Linked DNA regions of Mus musculus: region 2 is linked to region 1. Evidence: chromatin contacts called from public ChIA-PET data. All regions are on one chromosome and are shown on one strand. The core of a region is the stretch at or near the end of the contact, and the rest is flanking DNA. Distances in the headings are between cores, read along the strand shown. Region 1 overlaps Unc79 (unc-79 homolog). Region 2 holds the start of Ifi27 (interferon, alpha-inducible protein 27).

The links. ChIA-PET counts read pairs in DNA pulled down with a chosen protein or histone mark.
Region 2: a contact with region 1 is called in an RNA polymerase II ChIA-PET map of memory CD8 T cells, with 6 read pairs. The contact joins the promoter of Ifi27 here to the enhancer-like site in region 1. A contact is called at or near these places in 3 of 39 promoter capture datasets (the C10 cell line and pre-B cells), 1 of 15 datasets of contacts at CTCF or cohesin (large pre-B cells), 1 of 484 Hi-C or Micro-C datasets (pro-B cells), 6 of 115 datasets of contacts at active chromatin or transcription factors (effector CD8 T cells, embryonic stem cells, large pre-B cells and 2 more) and 1 of 9 other capture datasets (adipose tissue).

The regions. Positions count from the first base shown.
Region 1 is chr12:103,137,995-103,145,323 of GRCm38.p6, reverse strand. Unc79 (unc-79 homolog) reads right to left here. Exons shown (of 49, transcript NM_001081017.2): 36 at 3,440-3,552; 37 at 3,260-3,345; 38 at 2,564-2,737. Among named protein-coding and RNA genes, the nearest start is that of Prima1, 100 kb to the left of the region's middle. Within about 2 kb of position 2,698, at least 18 of the 459 cell types and tissues checked have an H3K27ac peak or open chromatin away from gene starts, as enhancers often do. A contact at or near this core is called in memory CD8 T cells, where this site is marked.
Region 2 is chr12:103,431,487-103,439,303 of GRCm38.p6, reverse strand. It overlaps Ifi27 (interferon, alpha-inducible protein 27), which reads right to left and starts at 5,115. Exons shown (of 6, transcript NM_194067.2): 1 at 4,954-5,115; 2 at 3,731-3,882; 3 at 2,622-2,741; 4 at 1,599-1,628. The coding sequence starts at 3,848. It also overlaps a transcript of Ifi27l2a not described here.

The sequences.
Region 1 (7,329 bases), core at 1,449-3,948:
TTCACAAGGCTAGGGATTAAATTTGGTCCTTGTGCATAGAAAAAGGGTGTGGCACTGCTGAGCTACCTGTCCCCAGTCCCTAGGGGGTGAAGCCATCTTCCCTTTGTCAGGAAAAGACATGACCTGGAACCTGGAGAAAAGTAGCAAAATTTTTGAGAAAAAAAAAAAAAAAAAACAAGATTCTACATGAAAATGTGCTTTGAAAATCCCTGTGTTTACAGAGACTGGGAGGAAATGGCAGAGCACAAATAAGCTGCCCTTTACTGTTGCAAGCATATCCTTAGCAACATTTCTACAAGGTTGCACTGAAGCCTTCCACACAGTACAGACTAAGCCAGAGGGAATCATCTTGGATCCCAGGACTTGCAGCTCGTCTGTCACCTGAAATTTGCATTTGTTCAAATGCAAATCCTCGGGCCAAACTCTGACCAGTCGTGGCCCTGTGTTTAGCAGGAGCTGCGGTGCACCCTGAAGTCCAAGATCCACTTCAATGAGACTTCTCAAAAGCAAACTGCAAGCTTTTCAGTGGAGAGTATTACTTTCCCAAGAGATTAAGGACAAAACGGAATCAGTTCTCAGATCTGACCTAGCAGGGAACGCTCTTACACAAATCCTGACGGCATTTTCTAAGTATCTTTTAAAAAGAACCTCGGCCTGTTCAATATGCCAATTGCCTTCAGAATTGGTGTGACATTTACTTACTTTAAAGCAGGAGCTGAAAACTAGCTGCTAATCAGGCCAAACTCTAGTGACTTAAAAGCCAGAAAATGTCATCTTAGTTGGGGGAAGATCTGTATGCTGAGGCCTGTTCCCACATAGCCACCATCAGCAGGAGAGGAGGGCAGTCCTCCATAGGTGCCATGCATTAACGCTGTCAAGGGGCTCCGTTCTCCGTAGTACCTTGCCTCTCACCACACCACTCAACTCATTAAGGGTGGAGTCCCTGCAGGCGCAGCTGATTGTCACAAATTAGGCATGCCAGTTGTTTACAGCAGCAGCACCCCCTGCTGGTCAGTATGGAGTTCAGCATCTTCATTATCGGGATAGGTGCTTCTGAATGGCTCGTGTGTGTGTGTGTGTGTGTGTGTGTGTGTGTGTGTGTGTGTGTGTGTGTGTGTGTGTGTGTGTGCACACATATGGATGTTTGAAATCTTTGGGAATCAGTCTTTCCATCCATTGTGGGGGACTTGGGAATTGAACTCAGATTGTCAGGCTTGGTGGCAAGCACCCTTACTCCCTGAGCTATCTAGCTAGCCCAGGACTAGTCCTCTTTGCTTGGATTTGCTCATCTACTTTAAGCTATGGATAAACAGGTAACCCAGAGAGTGGTGATACAGAAACCTGGGCTGCTCTCCACAGTCCCCTTGAACCCTAGCAACAGCACTCGGCAAGCTAAAGGCTCCGAATTACCAGCTCCTTATCAGCATCCTTATTAGCATCCACTGGTTCCACAACTGTGATTGCCACGGTTAGCTGACCTCTGCAACATCTTATACATATGAGGCATTTATTCCAGAAGTACCAACATGTGACTTCACTGGTCAGATGAACAAGTTATTCGACTTTGCTTTGTAGTAATTTTATCTGAGTTACATGAAGAAGTCACACAACTCTAGTGGAGACAAAGGGACAAAGAAGTGGCTCTGCCAAGGCTGGCTACCTCCTGGCCCCGGTCCTGGAGATACAAACGCTTGCGGCTTTCTTGGTTTACAGCAGTGTGCAGTCATACAGGAGCACTAGACTGGGAGTCAGGAGGCGTGAGTTCCAACCTTCTCCCCACCTCCATGGAGCAATTACAACTCACACCTCCTCTCTTACGGTACAACTCTTTATTTGATGACATACAGGAAGAATGTGTCTTATTGGTTTCTCCCGCTTTAATAAAACAAGTTCCTGCTTTTCTTTCTTTCCTTTTCTATTTTTTTTTTTTTTTTTTATTATCAGGCCCCTGACGACAATGACCCTTGAACTACAGATTAACCACTGAATATCATCTTGCTCTTTCCTGAACATTACTCAGAAAAACCGAAACAAAGCAAAGCAAAACAAAACAAAACACATGCCACTTTAAATAATTCTCTAAAGCTAACACTTTACCTACGTCTGGATTCCTTTTAGATAAGCTATTAATTTCCTTGCCTATTGGATATCCACTTGAGAAGAGCATTTCTGCAGAAAGCCCACCTAAGGACTGGGGATATAGTTCAGTAATAGGATGATTACCTAGCATGCACAGGAGGCTGAGTTCTAGCTCCCTCGCTGAAAATGAAACAAACACAAATTTTAAAAAGAAAGAAAGGAAAGAAACAAACCACAGTCGGTTGGCATTCAACTAAAAACCACGTGGTCACGGGGTACCTTCATTATCAGCAAGCAAAGTACCCACTCCATGCTGCCGACAGCAGAGTGGATGACCTAAATAACTCTCTCCTCTAGCTGACAGATTTCCCCTAGCTTCTTGGGCTCTATCAGATCACCTGACCGACCGTGCTTCGCATGTTGGTCTCTGTAAGCAGATGGGCAGAAAGTAATGGAAGCTAAAAAAAACTTGGGCTGAGCTCACCTTCAGAGGTAAAACACAAGGCAGCTTGGCAAAAAATGTCTGAAACTGGTTGCTGATTGTGGTCCAGAGACTACTAGGAGAATCCATGGGCAGAGCTTCCATGAACGTGGCAATGTTTTCCAAACAGCGTATCATAGCACCCCCTGCTGGTAAATTCTTTTTGTTATTTAGACCCTAAAAACACAAAAGCATAGGCAATCAACTGCTGAAACAGGACACGAATCATAAAGCTACCCAGAGAAGGTTTGCTTAGAAACCTTAAATATTTGCACTATAAACACGATGGGCTGCCTGCTACACAGGCTGACTGCTCTAACAGCCAGAAGGAATACAGAGGGAAACCAGCTACATTTAGTAAAACGGCAGGGGCAAAACTAATGATCTTTATGTCCTGAAGATAAAATGGGATCATGAATTAAGAACTCTCTAAGGATATAGAATGGGTCTGGATGGGTGCTAAGAAGGTAATGAACAACGCCTGCTGGAAAGACTCTTCCAAAGTAAAGATTGGAGCTGTTGATAATAGCAGCCGCTGCTTTCTTCCTAGCAACACCTGGGCATGGTGAAGCAGTCTGGGACTTCTCTATGTTAGATACAACACTTCACCGTGAAGCAGTCCAGGGGTGCCTCAGGGAGGGAGACAGATGTGGTACATAACTTTGCCTGGGACCTAGGGTACCTTTCACGCAAACCTACCTCCAAGAGCTGACTGAGGGCAGCAATTGAGCTCAGCTCGTTGAAGTCCATGAGAGATGTGGCTAAGGTCCTTAAAAAAGTCCCATCTATAAAGCAAATGATCAGATTTAGTAGGCTTTCTGGGGACTGGCCAGGCTTGTGGTGTCTGGGTCCTGGGGTGGGGGTGGGGGGATGAGTTACCTTTGATGGCACTCTGGAAGAGCTGAGGGAAGATGCCATTGGGGGCCAGCTGATGGAAGATGCAGCGCAGGAACTGCTTGGCCACACCTGCTGCATTGCCTGGAACCATCATGCTGCGTTCAAACAGAGAGGACAACACAAGCTATAGACCAACGAGCATGCATGCAATGATTTAGAGGTTAGGCTCTGAGCGCCACAGTTTTATCCACTATCTTTCTTGCTAGTTTCCCCCAGAGAGATGAAATTACCCATAGTCAAACCTAATACTTCATAACAATTTTTTTCAGACAGATCCATAAAGTGCCAAAGTGACAGCAGAATTATTCCAGGACTCTCCAAGTATAGCTGAGTATCCCAAAGCCAGTGACTTTCAAAGGCCACAAAGTCTAGAAGTGGATAAGAGTTATCAGCAAGAGCCTAGCAAGGCCAAGAGAGGGTTGCCCTGAGGGAATGCAGTGAGAATATCCTCACTTCTTTTGGGAGATCCGCCATGTTTTCTTGGAGCATCTGAGCTGGCACTTGTAACAAAAAGTACCTGAGGGTTTTACATGGCTCTGTCTCTTAGACAAAAGCAGCAGAGAGAATAATTCCTGAGGTGGTTGGGTAGGGGAGTAGGTTACCAGAAGGAAGAAATCAAAGGTCCCAAGTGGATGAAGGGCAAGAAGCTCTCCTAAGCTAGGTACATCAGCCTCTGCCTCATCATGCCAAGTCCACCTTGGAACATTGGTTCAAAGGTCAAAGGCGGCCTCCAGGGAAAACAGAGCCCTAAACTTATGACTGACATAAATAAACAGAACAAGGGAAACTTTTGGCTATTTGTTTCATGAGGCCCCCATAGCCCTAAAACTAACATCAGATAAATCTGAATAAATAAATAAATAAACAAACAAACAAACACAAAGGAACAGGAAGAGAAAAACACAGCACAGTATTCCTCTGGACACTGGATCCAACTATAGATGACAAGGATAATATATCATGATCACATAGGGTTTATCCATAGAATGCCAGAATAACGTCACAATCAACATAGGGGCTGGGGAAACGGCCAGGAGAAGGACCAGAGTTCAGATCCTCCATGTGGGCACAGTGAACCACCTAGAGCTTGAGCCTCGGAGGATGGAGCTCCAGGATGCTCTGCGTGAGCAAGCTTCCTACCCAGACTAGCAGCATAGCAAGGTCTGAGGCTTGGTGGAGAGACCCTGCCTCAAAGTATGAGGCAGGAGGATGACCAAGGAGGACTCCTGATGTCAACTGTGGGCCTCCACACGCCAATGCGCACAGCTACAGACATGCACACTCACATACATGTGAACCATCACGTCACATATATACACATTTGCTAACACAAAAAAAGAAGAGAAAAAATCAATCAATGTGATTCAACATATTAAAATAAAAACACATGAGTTTTAAATTACTCAACATATTGGAAATAGAAGAAAACAGTTTGTTTTTTAAAAAAAGTGTCTGTGAAAACAAAAACAAAACACAACAAAAAAAATCCCTGGCTAACACATAACCAGAATGAGATTGTGAAGGCAGGAAACAAAACAGGAACGGCCATTTCCACATCCCTTATTGTACTGGTGGCTCTACCTACTATGATAAAGTAACAAAACCCCCAAAATATCAGAAAGGAGGATAGTAAAACATATTTTGGTAGGTAATATAATGTTTTCCAAACAAAATAAAACCGTAAAAAGTCTATAAAGTCTAGAAGTCTAGGAAACTTCTAGAACTTATGTGTGAATTAAGCTAGGATACAACACTAATCCAGAAAAATCTTTATCCACCAGGAAAAAAATTGAAAATTATTTCCTTTAAAATTCAATTTATGCCAGGCAGTGGTGGCACATGTCTTTAATCCCAGCACTCGAGAGGCAGAGGCAGGCAGATTTCTGAGTTTGAGGCCCACCTGGTCTACAGAGTGAGTTCTAGGACAGCCAGGGCTATACAGAGAAGCCCTGTCTCAAAAACCAGGAAAAAAAATTCAATTTACATTATTTCTAACATGTATAAAATTCTTAGGGGTCAATCTAACAAGATTTAACAAAAGATTTACAAAATTTAAAGTTTAAAGTTTAAACAGAAGATTTACAAAATTCCAAAATGTAAAATTTTAACCAAAGTTGTACAAGACCACTACTGAACATGGCTCCGGGGCTGGGTTGATGGTTCAGCCTGGACAACACTTGCCTTACAAGTTCCAGGATCTGAGTTTGAACCGAGAATCCTCATAACCGGGAAAGGCATTGGTACTGTACACTGGGAATCCTAGCACTGGGGAGGTGAAGATGGGGCTCACAGAGGCTCACTGACCAGCCAGTCGAGCCTAACTGGAGCCTCTAGACCAATGAGAGGCTTTGTCTCACAGGAGCTAGATGGCATTCCTAAGGATGACACCCTCCATATATGTGGGCACACATTTCAAAATCATAGCTGAGAGAAACTTAAAACTTAATGAGAGGGATATATATATATATATATATATATATATATATATATATATATATATATCAGTTATTCCCAAATTAATATACACTGTCAACTCCAATAACCATTTTGCCTAAAGAAGGAGAAGCTTGGACACAGTGTAGAACTGATGCCTGTTATAGCAACAGTGAGAAGACAGAGAAAGGAGAATCCCCACTAGGTTGAGGACAGCCAGGGCTCAAAGCAAGATACTTTCTCGAAAAGGCAGAACAGAAAGAAAGGAGAAGCTAATTTGGAAATTTAACGAATTTACATAGCTAAACAAATCTTTAGAAAAAGAGAAAAAGGAAGGAAGGAAGGAAGGAAGGAAGGAAGGAAGGAAGGAAGGGAGGGAGGGAAGGGAAGGGAGGGAGGGAGGGAGGGAGGAAGGAAGGAAGGAAGGAAGTAAGTAAGGAAGGGAAGAAGGAAGGAAGAATACCCTGGCTACTTGATGCCAAGCCTCACCACTGTAATCCAGACCATGGGGCACCGGATCAGTGGTTCTCAACCTGCAGGTCATGACCCCTTTGGGGGTTGCATATCAAATATCCTGTGCATGAGATATTTACATTACAATTCCCAGCAGTAGCAAAATGACAGTTAGGAGGTAGCAACAAAATAATTCTGTGGTTGGGGAATCATCGCACATGAAGAACATCATTAAAGGGTCAAAACCTTAGGAAGGTTGAGAACCACCACACTAGACGAAGGATCAGTGTAGAGCCCAAAGGAACCAGATGGATACACGCCACCATCTACATGGATACACGCTACACTGCTATATAGGGAATTTGGAGTTTAACACACATCACAGTGGACCAACGAGGGGAGGAGTCTTTAAAACAAGAAGGTGCTTACATAGCTGGATATTTTATATGAATATAGAGAATGTCTCTACCCCTACCCAACACTGTATAAAAGGTAATTTTGATGGATTATGTAAGAGATAAATCTAAATGCTAAAGTTATGAAACGTTTGGAAGAAAATAACAGAAAGCACACCCTAACAGAAAGCAGAGAATAGACACGACTTGGAAGCAGGCAAGACAAGGTTTTCTCAGCTAAACAATAAAAATCCATAATTGCATACACTTTAAAGCATGGATAAGTTAAAGTTCATCTAAATAAAAACCTTGTTGGCAAATTATAGCATTGGGAAAATGAATGAGCCCAGCCTAGGTAAAGATAGTCTTAAAAATATTTATATAAAGAAGTCTGACAACTCCAGAGTAAAAAGAAAACAGCCCAATTTAAAAGATGGAAAAGATCATTTAAGTGAACACTTCAGGCAGGATATATAAAACAGTTAATGAACATTTGAAAAAAATGTCATCAGGATGATGCAAATTAAGGCTACAAAGAGATGGCCACCATATAGCCACTCCATCTGCTCCAGTTGAAAATACGAACAACAC
Region 2 (7,817 bases), core at 3,866-6,365, 290 kb before region 1:
AAGGAGAGAATGGGCAGAGGGGACTGAGCCAGGGCTTCTCCTCTTCCCTGTAACTCTGGAGAAGCCTAGAGAGCAAAGGTGAAGGGCAAGGCAAGAGGCCCTCTCTGAACTAGAGTGCTGGTAGTCAGGATTCAGGGAGCACAGTAGGAGAGGAGATGTTAGTCAGTGAGGGTGGAGTTCTTGCCTGGCTAGGATTGGGAGCAAGACCTTCAGAAAGGCACTTGCTGGGCTCAATGTCTGTCTTGGAGTAATGTGGGGAGAATAGAGCAGCCCTGAATGAGTGTTTCTACAGAACATCTTGCTCAGACAAAGAACATAAGTGATACCCAACTGGAATGACTGGAGGAGGCATCTCCCAGCCCTGCTTGGGTCCATGTCAGAAGCCACCAGGCTGATAGTGACTGCTGAGTGTTTAGGCCTGAGTAACTGCTGCTTGTCTAGCCAGGCATTTTAAGCCGTTCCCAATGTTGCAAGGGAACTTTCTCCTATGCTCTGATTACTGTAGCAAAGGAATTTTCTACTATGCTGTTACTAGTAGTACTTTCTCATGCCCAATTTTTGCATATTCTGTAATGTTCTATGCTTCAGTGTTTTTAGGATGCAATCACAATGGAAGGCAGGTAGAACTGCTTTGTATAAGTAGCCTCAATAAGCTACAGCACACTTCCTGCACATGGCTATGTGCTTTTATGGTTTTTGCCAATATAAGTTGCTCTGGGTATAGACCCCAACATAATAGGAAATCCACACAATATAAGTAGCCATTTGAAATAAGACTTCCACCTTGAGTCGGGGGTTATAAAAAGTTTTAAGTTCCCAAGACCTCCCGGAGAATTGACATCCTACTGACAGAAATATTCATGAACATGAGTAACTGACATCCTGGTTGGCAGACTACGACGTGAAAGTTAGGCAAGGCAAGTCCCCTACCACACTTGATTACCCATACCCAATGGGAAAGGGATAAATGTGCAAGAGAGACATGTTCCTAGGGAAGTCTCCTAACCCTCAATGCTGATTGGTAAAATAACTAGGCACAGATACTTGTGGATTTCAGGCTTGAGAGCTCTGTAGGATTATAGTTCCAGATAGCAGTTAGATCCTAAGTCTTGTCTGAGGCCTTGATCAATCAGACCTGGGGTGAATGCTCAACACACTAGCCTTCTCCGAGTAAGATCAGTGTTCATGTGGTATGTGAGACGACTCTCAGACCCCAACACACAGCAAACTCTAGTACATTCCAAGTGCTTTTTCCGTCCTAGAGCCCCCTTGGTAATTACTAAATGGGATAAACAGTTCCGTTTTATCTTTCAGGGTAAAAATTAGGAGCTCAAAGGAATTCAAATCATGCACCAGGTCACAAGGTGACTGCTCTCCCAGGAGGACAAGGGCACTGAGGGAGGTGTGGCCTCTCCTGCCTCTACACCACTACACTCCTTCTTTCTAGTTCCTTCTTTCAACCAGTTCCCTATTTCATCACCATGTTTGCCCCACTACCTCTGGGACAGCCAACTGGGACAAGATGGGGCATGTCTTGGCTCTGATGCTTACAGGGAGAGGTAGGAGGGAACCTGCACCCATTGCGTGAAGTCACTCACCTCCCCCAAGCACAGCCACAACAGCCTTGGCTAGAAAGAAAAAACAATCCTGTGAGAATGGTCTCTATCCCCCCCCCCCACCACCACCACCAAGCTCACAAGAAGGAATGAGCCCTGTGTGCCTATCCCTGAGAGAGACCCCAGGGCATAGCTCTGCCCTGAGCAGGTCCTGACAGCTTGCCTCTGGAGAACTCAAAACCCTTCAGGTAGATTTTGCTTTGTCCTTCCTTTCTCTGCCTTCTTGCTGCTTTGCCTGCTGCGGGGAAGGAAAATCTGAAGTCACTTTTCTTCTCCCTGCCCACCAAAGCAGGTTCCTCTACAGCAAAACAAAAAAACAGACAAAAGCAGAGGCTTGCCATACACGTTGGTAGTTGAGTGACTGCCCTGGCTTCTATGAAAAAAAGGAAAAAGACCAGTAGTCAAGTAGGTATACATAGAACACGTGTGTAGCCTCCCAGCACAGAGTACTGGCTCTAGAATTTAGGGCTGAGGGCCACTGACATAGGGATAAGCAATCATTGTGACAGGGTGCAGGGCACCAGGCAGGTAGTTGTGATGCTTTTGCAACTCAAAGACTACCCCCAGTGACACTTCTTCTCCAACAAGGCCACACCTTGTGACAAGCTTAAGGTCAATCATGGTGGGCTACATCCATAGTGCTCTCTGAGCTGGCCTGGGCTATAGAGTGAGCCTCCATTCCAAGAGGAGAGAGAGAGGGAGAGGGGGAGGGGAAGTAGAGAGGGGGAGGGGGAGTGGGAGAGAGAGATGTTACCCTCCTCTGAGGTCATTAGAAAAACTCAATGAACTAACCAATGTAATAGGCTAGCAATTAAGATGTGAATGCATGCAATAAAGTTCTATTCACTAACATTCTACTGATCTTAAGTTACCTCCTCTGATAAATTTCCTATCCCTCTGAATCCCTGATAAGCACAAAGGAATGAGAGAGGTGGCTTGTCATTGTTCTCCATGTAGACCTGGGTCCCAAGCAGGAGTGTGGGATGGACATGCAGGGCCAGTTACCTCCAATGGGGGAAGCAGCCAAGGTGGAGGCAGAGAACCCAGATAAAATGGTGCCAACCTTCAGTGCTCCAAGTGCAGATGTTGCAGAGCCCAGGGCACTCTGTGTTAACAGGATGAGCCCTGGAGGGTAAAATCACAGATCAGAGAGGGGTCAGAAATGTATCCCTCATGAAGGGACTCAAACCATCATGAAAAGACTGCTGTGGGGGGCTGAGAGTGTCTGCCCTGGGTGACAGAAAGAAAAAGAAGCTACACAAAGATTCTGTATAGATTTAGAAGGGCTGATTTTTTTTATCTTCTTCTAGGGTGGGTTTTTTTGTTTGTTTGGTTGGTTTGGTTAGTTCTTGGGTTTGTTTGTTTGTTCGTTTGCTTTTTTTTTTTTTTTTTTTTTTTTTTTGGTTTTTTTCTGAGACAGGGTTTCTCTGTGTAGCCCTGGCTGTCCTGGAACTCACTTTGTAGACCAGGCTGGCCTCGAACTCAGAAATCTGCCTGCCTCTGCCTCCCGAGTGCTGGGATTAAAGGTGTGCACCACCACTGCCCGGCTTAGGGTGGGTTTTTAAGAGCCTCATTTCTAAGTGTGAGAAAAGTAACGGGGTGCCCTAATGCTATCCATTGAGAATGTTATCCATTGCCCTCTTCAGTCAGGCAAATGATAAAGAAAATCTCCACAGCAGGCTGGAAATTGGGGGCTGAGAAAGAAGATTCGTGCAAGGGAATTAAATAAATAAAATCAGAGAGGCCTTCACAAGCTGGAGGAAGGAGCTAACTTTATTTAAGTCCATACCACGGCTTGTACAGCCAGCAGGACTGACAGTTCCACAAAAGATGAACCTTGTTGGTGAGTCAGTGAGAAGAGATGGGAGGACCCAGCTCCAGACCCCAGGGACCAAAGTTCCAGAGGACGACCCTGTGAAGCAGGTAGGTCTGAGTTTCTAGGGACTCAGACCCAGCCTCATTACACTAGTCTTGGCTCCCTCAGGTATTTTTCAGAGTCAAGACTATGTGGGATGTGAGACAGTGGGCAGCTCTGAGGTCAGGATGCTACATGCTCCATAGCTGTCCCCAGCCCCACCCCCCAGCCCACTCTCCATTCTTCCATGGGCACTCACCCTTCGAACCAGCTAGAATGGTGCCAGAGACTGCCCCTCCAGCTTTGACCATGGCTGCTGAAGATGTCATCTTGGAGACAATGGAAGCCACCAGTGTCCCTGTGCCCGAAAACGCCATGAGGACCAGTTAAGTTTCCAAACAGGAACCGAATCTATGGAGTGAATTGGAGTTTTGATGAGATTGGAGACCAAGAGCTGGATTCCACCAACGAACCTGCAAACACTGAATGGCTCCCGGCTGGAGAGAGAGGCTGCTCAGAATTGGTGGCCACACTGGGCTTGGCCCCAGCCCTAGGGTCTGAGATCCTGCTTCTTGTAGGGATTAAGGAGCCATTTTAGACAGTGCAAGTGATTCACTCCAGGCCAGAAGGCTCCATAGCAAAGACCTTAGGCACCAAACCAGCCTGGTCCAGCTGCTTACAAGTGGCAGGCTGACTACATTACTCTTAACCCTTATAGCTCACTTCACCAACCTCTAGCCTTCAGAGACTAATAGGGCCTGGGGTCCCTTCCTTCTTGGAACACACCCACTATTTGGTTTCAGACCCAAGGACAAGAGACTGAGGTGCATATTTGACATGTCAAAGCAGACCTGACCTCCAGGTTCCAGACCTGGCCTCCAGGTTCTCCCAGCATCCCTCAGTCCCTCCCTGGCATACCCTGGCCCAACCCTTGAACTGTCCAGCCCAAAGGCTGGGCTGCCATAAGCCCAGGCCTCTTCCCTAAATGGTCCAGACATGCTGGTGTCTAACTGTCTCTTCCTGGACTTCTGTTCTCTCTTGGTGCATGCACATGTCTCTGTCTCATCCTCCTATCACCATAATGAGGTCCCTGAACTTGGTCCTTGTGGCCAGTGATCTTGCCTGAGAGCAGCTTCCTGATAAATCTGCCTATATAGAATTAATCTGACTTGAATTATCTCATTGCGCCAGCTTAGGAAAAATAACCCATTACCTTTATAGATAGGTGCCTTTTCAAGAACTAGACGGCTTCTGAGAGAGCCTGTACATTGGCTTCCCTTCAGCCTCTGAGGACTTTTGCCTCCTAGGCCTAGGGGCATCTGAGTAGGGTCTCTGTTCTGGACCTACCCACTGAAGATTTCCTGAAGACCCCAACTGACATCCCCACCCCCACTACTACCAACAGCTGGATCTTGGATTCGTTTCTGGAAAACCCAGTTCATTTCAGAGTGGAAAACTCTACTGTGGTCAAAGAAGACATACCCAATGATGTAAATAAACTAGAGGATGAGATAGGTTTCAATTTCCTCTCCTCCCTCCAGGCCCGTCAAGTCCACTGTGCAGGAAGACACACCCAGTGACTGAAGACAGCTGCTGAAATAAGTTTCGATTTCCCCAGCTCTCTCCAGGCCCGACAAATCCACTCTAGTTGAAGATACACCCCGTGACTGAAGACAGCCAATAAGATAGGTTTCTATTTCCCCAGCTCTCTCCAGGCCCGACAAATCCACTCAGATTGAAGAAACACTCAGTGATGGAAGGCAGCCAATGAGAAAAATTTCCATTCCCACTGCTGTTTTGGCTGGGAAGAAAAATTCACTATTCTTTTACTGAGGGTTCTGAGTGTTAATCGGTTTACAAAGTATTGTAAAATATAACACGTTTGCCAGTGGGTTTTTTTCCTTCCAGTGACAGTGCTGTGGGAGAAACTTGAAGTAATAAAATTGAGGTTGTAAACATTTATTAATAATGTCACTTAGAAAATATTAAGTTGCACGAAGTCGAATTTAATATTAAATTACACAAACTGGAATGTCTCCAATATGAAAGGAATGAAAGTGAAATATCACTGGGTTTCTTATACACTGTAGAAAATAAAATTTTGTACCATGATTGAAGTTTAGGGTGGCTGAGAAGGTTTTTGCTGTTGTTCACCAAGAATGAACCCAAATCTGGCTCCGTTCCTGTAACAACGGGCAACAACCTTGACTCATAATCAGACCTTTGTTCCCTCCCCATATCAAAGAACAGGCTCTAAAGGGCAACTCAAGAGAGCACCTCAAGGTCACAGCCACCTTTAAGTCCTAGTCTGCCATCAAACCCCCTAACCTCTTATTAAGAAAGGCTGAATTCTGCATGCAGGCAAGATAGACCTGGGTTGCAAACATTCAAAAGGAACAACACTGGTGAAATTAAAAATAATTCCGGCAATACCTTTGCTGTATAAATCTCCCATCTGTCCAAGCTGCCTGACTTTCAGTCTCCTGTCTCTGGTTAAATATTCAAAGTGTACCCTGGGGCTGGGACTGAAAGAGACCGAAGGGTGACAGTTCCTGCCGAATGCTAAGCCTATGGTGTAAATAAGTTAGTAAAATCTTGTGTCCAGTTATCTTTGTACATTAGCCAGAGCCTATTATTGTCACTGTTACCACAACTACTAGTTGTAGGCCTAGTAGGAAGCCTTTTCCTTAAAAAAAATGTATATTTATTTTTACTCTTTTATGTGCATGAGTATCGTGTCTGGGTGTATATATCTGTGCACCACACTGTGCTTGGTGTTGGAAGAGGCGGTGAGAGCCATGGGCATCCTGTGCAACAAGAAGTGCTTTTGACTACTGAGCCAACTCTCCATCCCACCTTCTCTTTTCTAATCCTCAAGTGTGTGGATGTTTTTCTCACTGGGAAGGCATATAATTGCTATAACTACAGAATATTCAAAAAGTACAATAAAGGCAAAGAGCTTTGTCCGTCTCACTTCCACCCAATCAGAGGCAAGCATACATTCAATCAGGGGCAAGCGTACATCCACTCATGGGAAGCACACATCCAGACTTCTTTTCTGTCTATGTACTTCCTGCCTAACTTCAATCAAGCACGGCCTGTGCAGTTAGGGCAACCAGTATTGTTTACTGAAGTGAAAACACCAGTGGCTTGTTGTCTTCCATACATATCAACCCCAGACCTTCCAGGAAGTTGTCTGACCTTGGGCAAGTGGGGCTTATAAGATGACAGGATTATTTGATATCACATATAATATATAGTATATATCTCTAAAGCACAGTTCTTTAAACTTAAAACAGAACTTTAGCCCTTAGGAGGGTTATGTCAACAATAAATGTTGTAAAATTTGATAGAATAAGTGAATTTTAGCTAAGGCTAGCCTTACACTAAGCGTGCCTCTAAGGATGACCTTGAATCTTCTGCTTGGGAGAGTGCTGGATTATATGCATATATCACCATGCCTGGTTTCTTCCATAATGAGGACAAAATCCAAGGCTCTGTGTACACTAGGCAAGCATTCTACCATTGAGATGCATCCCCAACCTAGAAGAGTTTTTCTGTAGTATTATTTTGCTAATCATTAGATTATTTGGATTTGTGTCTTTCTCTCTCTCTCTCTCTCTCTCTCTCTCTCTCTCTCTCTCTCTCTCTCTCTTTCTCTCTTTATTTTTGGTTTGGTTTTGTCTTTTGTTTCTCTTCTGTACTGGGACTCACTGTGTAGACCAGACTGGTCTCTGAATCATAGAGATCCACCTGCCTCTGCCTCCTGAATGCTGAGATTAAAAGTGTGCATCACCATGCCTGGCCTGATGTATTTGATTGGACAGTTAGAAGGAGCAGTGGGCATGGTCATGTATCCCAGATATTCCAGTGCTTGTCAATGTGTAGCCTGAAGTTGTAGAGGTCAAGGGCAACCTGGCTTTAATCGCAGGGCCATATATCAGACAGCCAAAGGTTAGTGATGTGTCTTAGTGGTAGATTGCTTACCTTGCATGGACAGAGTTTGTATTAGTCAGGGTTCTCTAGAATCACAGAACTTATGGGTAGTCTCTATATAGTAAGGGAATTTGTTGGTGACTTACAGTCTGGAGTCCAACTCCCAACAGTGGTCAGCAGGGTCTGTGAATGGAAGTCCAAGGATCTAGCAGTTGCTCAGTCCCACAAGGCAAGCAGGTGAAGGAGAGAGAGAGAGAGAGTAAATCTTCCTTCTTCCACTGTCCTTATGTAGGTCTCCAGCAGAAGGTATGGTCCAGATTAAAAGTGTGTGCCACCATGCCTGGATCACGCTTTGTCCCAGATGACCTTGAACTCAGAGATGTCCATGTCTTAATCTTCTGGAATTCATA